2 separate regions of the Sus scrofa genome follow, and region 2 is linked to region 1. The links are chromatin contacts, called in public Hi-C maps. All regions are on one chromosome and are shown on one strand. Each heading gives the region's core, a stretch centred on a gene start, on an enhancer-like site or on the middle of the called end of the contact. The rest is flanking DNA. Distances are from core to core; before and after follow the strand shown.

The links. A called contact is a pair of places that touch in the nucleus more often than the background predicts.
Region 2: a contact with region 1 is called in a Hi-C map of fetal skeletal muscle, with 3 times the contacts expected there. The contact joins two enhancer-like sites. A contact is called at or near these places in 3 of 5 promoter capture datasets (fetal skeletal muscle, liver and skeletal muscle), 27 of 47 Hi-C or Micro-C datasets (adipose tissue, alveolar macrophages, brain and 16 more) and 2 of 2 datasets of contacts at active chromatin or transcription factors (alveolar macrophages and skeletal muscle).

Annotation. Positions count from the first base shown.
Region 1 is chr13:127,429,914-127,436,402 of Sscrofa11.1, reverse strand. It overlaps P3H2 (prolyl 3-hydroxylase 2), which reads left to right. Exons shown (of 15, transcript XM_021070049.1): 9 at 1,598-1,725; 10 at 3,855-3,950; 11 at 5,399-5,549; 12 at 6,391-6,489. Among named protein-coding and RNA genes, the nearest start is that of P3H2, 140 kb to the left of the region's middle. Within about 2 kb of position 2,657, at least 4 of the 83 cell types and tissues checked have an H3K27ac peak or open chromatin away from gene starts, as enhancers often do. A contact at or near this core is called in adipose tissue and fetal skeletal muscle, where this site is marked.
Region 2 is chr13:127,620,259-127,626,747 of Sscrofa11.1, reverse strand. No RefSeq gene overlaps it. Among named protein-coding and RNA genes, the nearest start is that of P3H2, 51 kb to the right of the region's middle. Within about 2 kb of position 4,232, at least 4 of the 83 cell types and tissues checked have an H3K27ac peak or open chromatin away from gene starts, as enhancers often do. A contact at or near this core is called in adipose tissue and fetal skeletal muscle, where this site is marked.

The sequences.
Region 1 (6,489 bases), core at 1,408-3,907:
AGCTCATAGCAATAACACCACAGCTCATAGCAACACTGGATCGTTAACCCACTGAGCAAGGGCAGGGATCAAACCCGCAACCTCATGGTTCCTAGTTGGATTCACTAACCACTGCGCCACCACGGGAACTCGAATTCTAACTGTACTAATAGCACTTAGTACTGGTACCTAGTTCAACTATCTACTTCACAGGTAGAGTAGACATCAATTTCAATTGCCTCTTTCTCCTTCGATGATGTCTTTTGGACCAGTGTGCTGATGCCAGTGCTTGACCAGAGGCGGGTGGGAGGGCCCATGCCGTCCCCAACACACACCCTCCAGATGGGGTGCTGTGGCTGACAGGCACCTCTCAGGTTCCTTGGGAGTATTATAAAGAAGAGAAAAACAGTGTTTTGCTTTCCTGTTCAGTTTTCTGGTTCAAGGAGGTTGTACTTGGCTACATCTGAAGATTTCCTCCTCATCAGAGGCTTTGTCCTTCGGTCCTGTTCTCTGTGAGCAAAGGAGCAAGTCAGGTCTAGCTTTTGTAATTTTAACACCTAAAACAAAGCCCCAAGCATCACCCTCTGAAGAGACTCTATGGGATTAATATCCTGAAGTTTTAGACTCTGCCCAGGAAGAAAGCAGGTGCCTGCAGGAAACTCTTCTGCGGGGGATCTGTATGTACCTAGAGGGCAGAGAAAAATAAATATTCTATAAGCCAGACCATTGGAGTTCCCGTAGTGGCTCAGCGGTAATGAACTAGTGTTCATAGGGACTTCGGTTTGATCCCTGGCTTTGCTTGGTGGGTTAGGGATCTGATGTTGCTGTGAGCTGTGGTGTAGGTCACAGGCGAGGCTCAGATCTGCCATTGCTGTGGCTGTGGTGTAGTCGGGCAGCTGCAGCTCTGATTTGATTCCTAGCCTGGGAACCTCCATATGCTGCAGGTGTGGGCCTAAAAAGAGAAAGGAAAGGAAAGGAAAGGAAAGGAAAGGAAAGGAAAGGAAAGGAAAAAGCCAGACCATTTGGAGTCAGTAGGTGATGGGAAAAAGATGGAGAAGGAGTCAGGTGTCTTGGGCGGGACTGTCCTGACCTGCATTTACTCCCTGTGTCACCTGGTAAAGGTGTTGCTCTAGAGACCAGTGAAACTGAGGTGTGACTGTTATGCCTGGGGACACAAACATGGACCCAAGTAATTGCACGAGCTGTTGTGACAGGGCTAGGAACAGAAGGCTGTGGAGAAGGGAGGGGCCAGCTGCTGAGAGAATTCTGAGAAGTCTTCACCGAGGAGAACCCTATGAGATGCCCAGTCTTCTTTGCAGGATCATCTCTGGAATCAAGTTGGGGGGGGGGAGCCTCTCCATCCCCAAATACCATACAAATGTGATATATGAATTATGACCTTATTGGGGAAACATGGTAGCCAGACATCTGCCTTTTTCTTGAATCTATATTGTGTGTCTCAAGCTTCCAAAATTATGATTTGCCATTGCATTCCTAAATACTCATTAGGAAGGAGGTTCTCCTGAGCTGCACATTGAAAACAACTGCGTTGGGTGTTCTGTGCTTCCCCCCTTGGGGACGGAGATGACCGGGAGGACAATGTGCTCTGTCCCTGCAGGTGGCCCTCTCCTATATGAAAACATCACGTTTGTCTACAACTCAGAGCAGCTGAATGGGACACAGCGTGTTCTCCTGGACAACGTGTTGTCAGAAGAACAGTGCCGGGAGCTGCACAGCGTTGCCAGTGTGAGAACCGGGAGCCCACCGGGGCCGGCCTGGCCTGAGCCTGCAAGCTCTTTGGTCCTGGGCTTACTTGGAGCCAGGACACCAGACCTGAAATGCCCCTTTCTTTAGGAGAAGCACATTGATGGCAGAGGCACTTTTACAGCCTTTGGGTTAGGGTGACTGTCATTTTGTCCAGACCTGGCCATACCTATTGGGTCTGGAATAGCTAGTGGCTTAAATCCTAGGATAACAGTGTCCAGTACGTGCCCTGCCTCATATATAAAGTCACTGGGACTCCTACCCCATTCCCTCTCAGAACCTCACCTGGGAGTGTTCTGGGGGCTGGGTCCTGTGTAGGGCTGGGGGCCCTGTATAGGGCTGGGGGTGGTATGGACAGTGGGCTCAGCATCCAGCTGAGGGAGAGGGTTGGAGTCAGGAGCCAGGGGTAGAGTCCTGCTTCTCCCCAAACCTCACCCCAGTATTAATGTACAAAGTGGCCCCCTTCCCTGGGCCTTGCCTGTCGCCACCTTGATACCCCTTCCCCAAGGTGGGTACTGGAGGCCTAGGCAGTTTGCCTCCTTGTGCTGGAAAATGTCCTGTGGTGATAGGCCCAGTGGTGCAATCACTCTTCCAGGGAAGGGGGAATGAATCACACCTTTAGTCTACCCTGGGCTCAGGGTACCCCAGGCCCCTCTCAACCACCCTCCTTCTGAGCATTTAAACCTTGTGCCTTTGACCATCTCCTTGGTCTGAAGGTATTTTATGCAAAGAGTTCTTGGGCCCCTGAGGTCAAGGGTGGGGTTGCTGACACCCTCCTGTCTTTTCTGACCCTGTCCTCTCTTTGCTCAGCATCCCTTCCAGTTCAGCTTGGGCGACAAGAGGCAGGAGGGGCAGCTGTCCCCTCTCCCTAGGGAAATGCAACCCTTAGAGATTGCCTCAGAGCCCCCTTCCTGGCCAGTGGGGAGATGGACCCCTCCTTTGCTCAGTGCCTTCTGGCCAGGGCCCCTCACCCCAGGGGTCTGGATATACATTTCCTAAGCCCACCCTTCCCATGTTGCATGCATGTTAACACTCTATGGCCAAAGTATAGCCCTTCCTCCTGTAGCTCCTGCCCTGTCTCCCCCTCCTGGCGGGGTGGGGGTGATGACTGAACTGCTGATTCTACCAGTGGGATTTTTAAGGAGGTGAGAACAGTGGCATTGAGACTCTAAAGCAGTGGACAATCCCCAAACACCATCAATAGATTTGGAACTGCCTTTCTTTTTTCCTTTCTATGCATATATTTTAGGGCTGTAGATTTACTTTCCTAATTTGTTTTCCATCGCTTATTCTTGAGAGAATTCTTATTCTACTATATCATTATTATGATAATAACCAATAGCGTTTGTACATCTCCTCTTTGACTTTTCAAAGCCCTTTCACAACTGTTGGCCTTTTCCTCAGCATGTGAGGCCACTGGGACCGGCAGGGTTATCTCTGCTACAAGAGAGACCTGAGGCTGAGAGAAGTCAAGTGTGAGCTAGGACTAGAGAAACTTGGGCCTCCCAAGGGGAAGCTGGGAGGCAGCTGTTTGGCTGAATTAGTGTTAGTTTCACAGGGTGGGGCGGGGGCGGACCTTGAAACTTGAGTTACTGAATCCCTTCTCCAAGCTGGGCCCTGCCTCAAAGACAAAGGAGTGGGCTCTGCTCTGTCCTTAGGCCCTGTGGGTAAGGGAGAGGGGACTGTCAAAATCCTCTCCTCTACTTTCATAAAATTTTTTGTTCTTTTTATTTGGATGTCTTCACGGGTCTCACTTATACCAAAGGGAAAGAATCTTCACCAAAGTTCATATTTCTTCTAAAAAAAATTAAAGTCACTGGGAAAACCTCTTTATGTTAATCAATAATTTAATTCATCGATGTAGTAGATATTTATATGCCACCTATTCCTACAGAAAGTGGTGGTGGCGTTTTATACTGAAAATGTGGTGTGGGAGTTAAAGATGGATCCCTCTTTTGATTGGAAGAATTAATGATACCAGGATCCTGGAATGCAGTGGGGATGAATCTGAGTCTTGCTGTGGATTGTCAGCTTTTGGCGGTCAAGACAGAAAGGGAGACCTGATGAACTCATAATTATCATTAATGGAGCATCTTGTATTTCGCTTCCAGGGGATCATGCTTGTTGGTGATGGATACAGAGGAAAAACTTCGCCTCATACACCCAATGAAAAGTTTGAAGGTGCAACTGTCCTGAAAGCACTCAAAGTAAAGCCATAACGTCTTTTGGGTTTGAATTCCTACATGTCAATCCAGGAGCTTCTGGGAATAGCAGATACAGGGAAGAAAAGGGTTTAGGAGAGAGACCTCTGAGGTTGTTGATGGAAGCATGTAGGAAATAGCACCTTCATTGTTTTTCAGCATTCCTTCATTCCTCCATTTTTGGCCATCAATTTATCAAACTTTGTATTTCTTAAATTTTCATTTGACAAATAATACACTACCCCCTTCCTGAAGGAGCTCAAGGTCTAATGGTGAAAACACACTCAAACAAACAATAATTCTGCATGACAAGACATCTTTTTGGAGAAGAGTGAGGAAAGTATTCTGAGAGAAAGAAAAGAGGGGTGATTAGCTTTTATCTTTTGAAATTACTCAGTGAATTTTATTACATTTATAGTTGTTCAGTGATCATCACAACCCAATTTTATAGCACTTCCACCCCAAACCCCCAGCCCATCCCCCACCCTCCAACCTGTCTCATTTGGAAACCATAATTTTTCAAAGTCTATGAGTCAGTATCTGTGCTGCAAAGAAGTTTATTCTGTCCTTTTTTTCAGATTCCACATGTCAGTGATAGCATATGATGTTGGTGTCTCACTGTCTGGCTAACTTCACTTAGCATGATAATTTCTAGGTCTATCCATGTTGCTGCAAATGCCGTTATTTCTTTCCTTTTATTGGCTGATTAATATTCCATTGTGTATATGTACCACATCTTCTTTATCCACTCCTCTGTTGATGGACATTTAGGTTGTTTCCATGTCTTGGCTATTATAATAGTGCTTCAGTGAACATTGGAGTACATGTGTCTTTTCGAGTCATGATTTTCTCTGGATAGATGCCCATGAGTGGGATTGCTGGATCAAATGGTAATTCCATTTTTAGTTTTCTGAGGAATCTCCCTACTGTTTTTCACAGTGGTTGCACCAATTTACATTCCCCTCAACAGTGTAATACGGTTCCCTTTTCTCCACACCCTCTCCAGCACTTATTGTTTGTAGATTTTTTGATGATAGCCATTCTGGCTAGTGTAAAGTGGTACCTCATAGTGGTTTTGATTTGCATTTCTCTAATAATGAGTGATTTTGAGCATCTTTTCATGTGTTTTTTGGCCATCTGTATGTCTTCTTTGGAGAATTGTCTGTTTAGATCTTCTGCTCATTTTTTGATGGGGTTATTTGCTTTTTTGGTACTGAGCTGCAGAAGGTGTTTATAAGTTTTGGAAGCGGGGTGATTAGCTTTTAGCTTTCCCTCTCTGAGTGGGCTCATTTCAATGGCTCACTGTCCTAATCCAAACACACGAGTGTGTGCTAGTGTTCCCACTAGGCAAAAGAGAGATGCACATCCTGCATTGACTTAATAAAACTTAGCATCTCGTGTCTTCAAGCCTTCCCATCACCGCACTGGTTTTTAATGTTCTTCTTTTTCTTCAGTTTGGTTATGAAGGCCGCGTCCCCCTCAAGAGCGCCCGTCTGTTCTATGACATCAGCGAGAAGGCTCGAAAGATTGTAGAATCCTATTTCATGCTGAACTCAACCCTGTATTTTTCCTACACGCACATGGTCTGCCGAACAGCCCTGTCTGGTGAGATTCCAGAGTCTGAGCTTACTCCCTTCTATCCACAGTGACATGAGAAAGAAAACAATGCAGAACAGAGCTCCATGAACACATCAAACCAATGGTTTAGCAGAGTTCTCCATCTCTAAAATGAAAGAGGCTTACTTGCTCAGATTTTTCCCTTCCCACTTTGTCTACTTGTCGGTCCCCTGCTGCATCAGAAGACCATCGCTCTGCCTGCTTTCCCTTTCAAATCCATTCCTCCTGTTTGCTTAAATCACAGCAAAATGCTTTAGGTTTCACTTTTCATGATCCAAGAACCTAGAAGTTATAGCCCACAAGCACTGAAGGGAAGTGTAGAAGATGAAGGGATTACTGATAGAAGGGAGCTTAGACAGGCAGAGCCCTCCTTACCCCTGTTGTCATTATTTCTTCTCTGTGTTTTCTCTTCTACATCCTTTTGAGGAGGAGGGAAAGAGAATGCCACAGAAGTAGATTTTTCCACCAGCAAACTTCAGCTGAATCAAATCTTTTCATTGGATGTGTGCATTTTGTCCTCATCCTTAAATTTCCTGCCCCCCACAAAATATATAGCTGTTTCCGTATGTATATTCATATCAGAGAACTTTTAGCACTGAAGAGGCAGGTATGACTTGCCTACATTTTTTTTTTTTTTAACATCAAGTTCATATCAGAGCAGGACCAGAGTCTCTTGACTGTGCTTGCCCAGTGTTTTTTCACCCGCTCTGCCTTCTGAGGGCTCAAATTTGCAAGGAGCATCAGCCGTGGGTGCAGACAGACTGTCATCTTTGCTCTCAGAGGTTATGGCACTCCATCTCTCATTCTTATCTGTTCCCCTTTCTGGCAGGTCAACAAGATAGAAGAAATGATCTCAGTCATCCCATCCATGCGGACAATTGCCTGTTGGACCCGGAGGCCAATGAATGCTGGAAGCAGCCACCTGCTT
Region 2 (6,489 bases), core at 2,983-5,482, 190 kb before region 1:
CAATTTAAGCAGTGAATATTATTGCTAGCTCTAGAAGGGATTTTATGCCATCTTATTCTACTGCTTCATTTTAAAGATGAGGAAACTCCTATGAAATTGGATTGTGATGATCATTATATAACTACAGATGTGATAAATTCTTTTAGTAATTAAAAAAAAAAGAGCATGGGAAAAAGCCCAAACAATAAAAAAAAAATAAAAAAATAAAAAATACAGATGAGGAAACTGAGGCACAGGAAGGAGAAGTATCTTTCCTAAGTTCCCACAGAAAGTTCATGGCTAGAGTGGGACTACATTCCAGATTTCTTAGCTTCCCAGCACAAGATATTTTTCTTTCTCTCTCCCTTGCCTCCTTCTCTTCAGCTCTTTCTTCCTCCTCTCCTGCTTCCTTTCTCCCTCCTTTTTATCAGCCAGCTTTCCAAGGTTACAGTCAGATGATCATTGGCCAAGAGGAACCCACAAGAGGAGACAGTCAGAGAGCAGACAAGTTAAGACACAGCATCTGTTAATGTTTTAGTCTCATGTTAAACATCAGCTAGAGATTTAGGACGAGCTCTCTGCGGTGGCCAGAGTTGTACAGCTCACATCCACTGGCTTTTGAGACACTGGAGTACAGATGGGCAGCTGGGGAAAAGCAATAGTCAGCAGTTAATCAAAGGGCAAATCTTCAGTGTGATAGAGGATCTGGGCCTCTCTGCTGAATAAACAGAGGGCGAAATCTAACTGGCCCCACTTCTCCATATGTCACCAGCACCTGTATTCCATAAATATTTAGCCTTTGAATTTGCTAAAGTATTTAGATATTTCATTAGCTGTTTTTTCAAAGTATTTCAGATTTGCATTTATCTCCAGTATTTGAATTATACGTCCCTAAGGAATATGTTAAAATTTTTGTTTTATACATTAAAAGTAGTTTATTAAGAATTTCTCTTCATTTAAAACTTTGTTTCTTATAACTATACCAATCTTTTAACTGAAATATGTTTTGTTTGTTTAAGCAGCTCTCTTCAGATTTTTTTCAGAAAAATCTTGGCATCTGGTAAAAAGGTGTTTGTAAAAAAAACAAAGTAGAATTAGACCTACCTTTTAACTTTTTAATTATAAATAATCAACAGTTTATCACAACTTTAACTGATTTCGAATGAGTAGATACAACCAGTATCACCTTTTGAGAATTTTTAATTTCATTGGGAAGTAAAATTTTTCAGACCCAAAGAGGTAGAATTAATTATATTTAAAAATGTCATTCATTCATTCAATTGATTAATTATTGAGCATTTCCTTTTTTTCAGGCCTATGCTAGAGCATTAATGTACTACTTGTTATAAAAAGATTTCATAGTAGGTATTATTAGCCCCATATTCCAGATGAATTAGCTGACATTTAAAGGGGCCTATATCATATAGCAAATAAAAGAGAAGACTGAGATTCAACTGCAGAGTATTTGGGCTTCATTGTTCCATGAAGTCTCAAAAAAAAATAACACTTATTAGTAATAACACTGCTAAATAGCATATATGTATGCATGGCCTTGTTAGACATCGTTAGATAGTGGGATTTTTTTCCACATTATTTCACACACAGGTAAGTATTATAAGACTCAGAAAAAGAATATCAGCTCCCATTTATTTCATGTAGAGATGCTGATATTTGAATCTCAGTCAGTCTCTACATCCTGTACTTTCTGGAGCTTTTTCACCAGGAAGGTGAGTATAGAATTCAAGGGGGTTCATTAACCTGGAACCCCCCAAAATGTTATTTTCATTCTTTAACAAAAATTTAATATCTTCTTTAACCCCATTCCCCCCCAAATCACAGTGACATTGGAGGCCCAAGGCAGCCAAAGCTATCCACCATATAAAAAGGTTAAAATTTTAAAAGCTATCATACCGCTTCTCAAAAAAGTTATTAAATTCCTGCCATGTGCCTAGCACTAAGTTTCATAAATCACAGAAAAAGTTACCATTAGAGAGGTCAGAAACTTGTAAAGGAAATTTTATGTGAACATTGTGTTTTATATACATATATAAACATTACATATATATATAATGTATAATATATTATATATATATAAAACATTTAAAGACCATAGGAGAGGTGGTGAAAGAAAAAAGATAAAATCACCAACTTTACCTCAGACAGCTCCTCAGCAGTTGAGGCCACTAAGAGATACTCCTTAAAAGAAGAGCTACTCCATGTGTGATGTGTGAACATGTGAAACCTAATTGCTTTGTTGTACAGCAGAAATTATCACAACGTTGTAAATCAACTATACTTCAATGAAACTTTAAAAAAAAAAAAAGAAGAGCTACTCAAGATACATCTTCAAGAAGAACAGGAACTCACCTTGCAACTACGGTTCAGGGAATGAGGGAGAATTCTTGGCAAAAAAGAAGAACTCGTGCAAAAGCACTAAAATGTGAGCGGCAAGATGCATTTGGAGAATTCAGAATGAGTGAAATGCAAGGGGGATGTCAGGGAGTGTCTCAGGTGCAAGGCCATGGCCCAGGTCTCATGAAGATCATTCTGTCCCAATAAGGAGCTGATTTCGTGGAAGAGGGGAAAGCCTTGGGAAGCATCTGTCTCCCATGAGAATGAGAGTCATCAGGGCTGATCTCTAAACACCTTTGTTATTTCCTGACTATAAGGGCTTCTTTGCCTCACAACTACCTTCAGTGTCAGGGGCTTGATTTCTTAGAAGTGGCGATGGAGACAGCTGAGGTTGACGAGATGCCCATAAAGTAGCAGGAGACTCTTGGTGTGGGGTCCCAGGCTCTGGAATTTTAACCAGATGTTCGGACACAGCCTCGGTTTGTTTTCCTTCTGAGTGTAGTTCTCACTTTACCCCGCACCCTCAACTGGGAACAGAGGCTGGAAACAAGGGGGTTTGTATGGGTTCTAGGAGACATGGAAGGAAGGGGATGAAAGTATCGGCACTTCAGATCTTGCCTCCTGTTCCAGAGATTAGTGTGGATCTTCCTGCACTGCACCAGGAGGAATCCACAGCCGTAGTTGGAAAAAAAAAACAAGTGACGCTTTCCAAAACTTATGAGCAGCTCTGGTGGGAATAAATTTGGAGTAGGGTGGGCTTGTGTACTCATAGGGGCCAGCGATCCAATTTATTACAATAACAATCCTTGGGCCCTTTCTTTGTGTCAAGCACTACGCTAAACATTTTACAAACATTAGCTCATTTTTTCCTCATAGTAATCCCCTGAGGTAGAGATTACTTTTCCTATTTTACCGATTAGAAAGCTGTGTTTAGTGAGGTTAAGTAGTTTCTCAGACTTCACCCTACCGTCCACCTGTGCAACAGCCAAGATTTATACACAGGTCTGGCTGACTCCCAGCCCATGCTCTATAAAGACGCAGTTTTATGTAGTGGAAAGAGCACTTTTTAAGGAGTCAGTCTGGATCTGACTTCTGCTACTTAATTTGCTGCAAAATCTGGGTGAAGTCATTTACTCTCTCTGTTGTCTGGCTTCCTTATATGTAAAATGGGATTAATAATAATTTTATTTACTACAGATATTTGTGGAATATATGTAAAATGGGATTAATAATAATTTTATTTAATATAGATATTTGTGGAAACCAAGTGAATTTATATAACATATGTAAAATGGGATTCATAATGATTAACAATAATTTTATTTAATACAGATATTAGTGGAAACCAAATGAATTTACATAATTATGGTTTTTATGTCAAATTTATGTAAAAGAATTTGCATGTTTTTATTTATTTCAAAGCCTCAGTTTTCACATCTATACAGTTGGGATAATAATGGTTCTGCAACACTCACATGGATGCTGGAAGAAACAACCGAGGTGCTCTACAAGGAAGTACTTTATAAACTGTAAAGTACTGTACAAATGAGGTAATGGGCAAGCAATCACCTTATAATTCTAATAAGCTGTAAGGGATTATGGCGATTACGGTCAGTTCCTCTGAGACTAATAACATGTATCGCTAGTTAATATTCTTTTTCTTTTATTAGGTTCCTTAGATTGCTTGGCATATATTTTCCAAGTAACTTGGCATGGCACTTCCTCCTATCCTGCTCTCCCGCTCCCAGACCCTCTGCCACTATAAAACAAGATGACGCCAGCACAAAAGTAGCAGCATGTTCTTTGAATGACCTGCCAAAGTCAGAGCCTCGTGTATTACATATCCTAAGATCTGCACATGCCTTAATACTATAAAAGAAGTTTTGTGAGAGAGACAAATACAAACACCATGAGGTCACTTCTTCCAGAGTATAACAGGATGCAGACTCTTGGAAGGAAATAGTATAAATGTCCTTTTGGAAAGTTTTGTCTCTGAGTACAGAACACATTATAAATTTTTCCAGAACCCTCCAACTTACAGTACATCAAACAGTGTGCCTTTTCTTTTCTTTCCTTCCTCCCTCTCCCTCTCTCTCTCCTTCTCTCTCTCTCTTTATATGCATTTCTATTTTCAGAGAAAGGAGGAAGAGCTAGGAGGAGCTTTGAGTTTCTAAGGATTTCCAACACCAATTTCTGTGCTTTAGGCCCCAGTCTATTTGAACAGAGAGCAGTACAATCAGTCCAGAATCAAGATCCCAGCTCTACTTTTTCAGCTGGGTGAAGTTTAATTTTCAGCTCTTTTCATCTGCCAAGGAGGGCAGTATGACATGGAGTTAAGTAAATACTGAAGTGGAAATCAAGAGATCTGGGATCTATTAAATAATTCTGTAAATAATTGCAGTATGAGAAAATACTTTTTTTTTTCTTTTTTTCTTTTTTGGCTTTTTAGGTCCGAACTCACAGCATATGGAAATTCCCAGGATAGGAGTCGAATCAGAGCTCTAATGGCTGGCCCATGCCACGGCCACAGCAGTGCCAGATTTGAGCTGCCTCTGGGACATACACCACAGGTCACGGCAACACCAGATCCTTGACCTATTGAGCAAGGCCATGGATCGAACCCGCATCCTCATGGGTACTAGTTGGGTTCGTTTCTGCTGAGCCACAACAGGAACTTCTGACAAAATGCTGTTAATGGTGTCTACTAATCTTTTAGTACCACCTGGCAGAGGCTTACAAAACAGTTGTTTAATTATAAAATGTGTGTGTGTGTGTATATGTTATATACATAATCTCATGCTCAGTGACCAGCAAAATTTCAGTGGAGGCATCATTGTACTGACCTGATCCTTGTATTTCTAGACTTCTGTTGGTGCTAGCCATATGTAGTGTGTAACCTTTCCTTGGAACAAAGAAATGACTCCAAGGAGATGTACGAGCTGTGAGTTGAACTCAGGTCCGTTGCCTCCACTATACTGTGGTGAGTGAATTGGCCTCTCTGAGCCTTGTTTTCCCCACCTGCAAATGAAGCAGTCAGACTAGATCATCTTTAAGATGCTTTCCAGCTCTGTGAGTCTATTTCTCCATAGTGTGGCATGTAGCAATTTAAAAACTCTAGACTTAGAAAGAATTTCCTCTAAACACTCCAGGTTAAGTCCTCCCTCCAGAAAAAATAATATCCAACACACAAGAAGTTGTATGATCTCTTATTACAGACAGTAGTGCCATAATTTACTTTGGTCTTATTTGAGAGTTACAAATCCAAAAACGCCAAACCGCTAATTGACATCTTTTACTCTCATCCCATAACCTGGGCATTTTTCTTTTTTTTTTTTTAAAGCCTCGAAGACAAACACCTATCATTTCTTTTCAGTCAAATTAAAAGAAAATCCTCCTTTGAAAAGCAAGATAGATATTATATAAAGGCATAATTAAATAATTAAGAGAAAAAAGGAAAGAGGAGCCTGAATTGGTGGCATCACAAAAGAGATGGAACCCAACACAGGATTAAAAAGGCCCAGTGTATAGTTTTGCACAAACTGTGACTTAGAGTTTAGGACCCTCTTCCTGATGAGAGAAAGGAAGAGGCTAGAATCCAGACAGTATTTAAAATTAACATTAGAAGCCTTTCTCTTCCAAAGATGTGCATTCTCTGCAATACCTTCTTCATGGTGAAAAAAGTTTCTGGGAGAGTCAGAACATGGGGACATAATGTTCTCCATCTAGAAGCTAGGGGTCTGGAAGTGGATCTTCTGAGACAAATGGAATGATACATTTATGAAAGTTACATGCACAGTCCAACTGTTATGTAGGTAACTTTGTCAAGAGATACGTGACAAAGTCAAGAGCTTTGACTATTTTTCCTTCTCATTAGCAGTCCCAAAAAGTGTCCATTTTCCCAATGCCTTGCCAATATGGGATATTCAAAATTTTCTTTAGAATTTCAAGATCTGCTAGAGTGAGTTCTCTTGTTGTGCTGTGAGGTTAAGGATCTGGCAATGTCATGGTAGTGGCTTGGGTCGCTGCTGTGGCTCAGGTTTGATCCTTGACCCAGGAACTTCTACATGTTGAGGGCACAGCCAAAAAAAAAAAAAAAACTCTACTAGAAAACAAACTATATCTTATTATTATATTTTATATTTAGTAATGATCATTGTA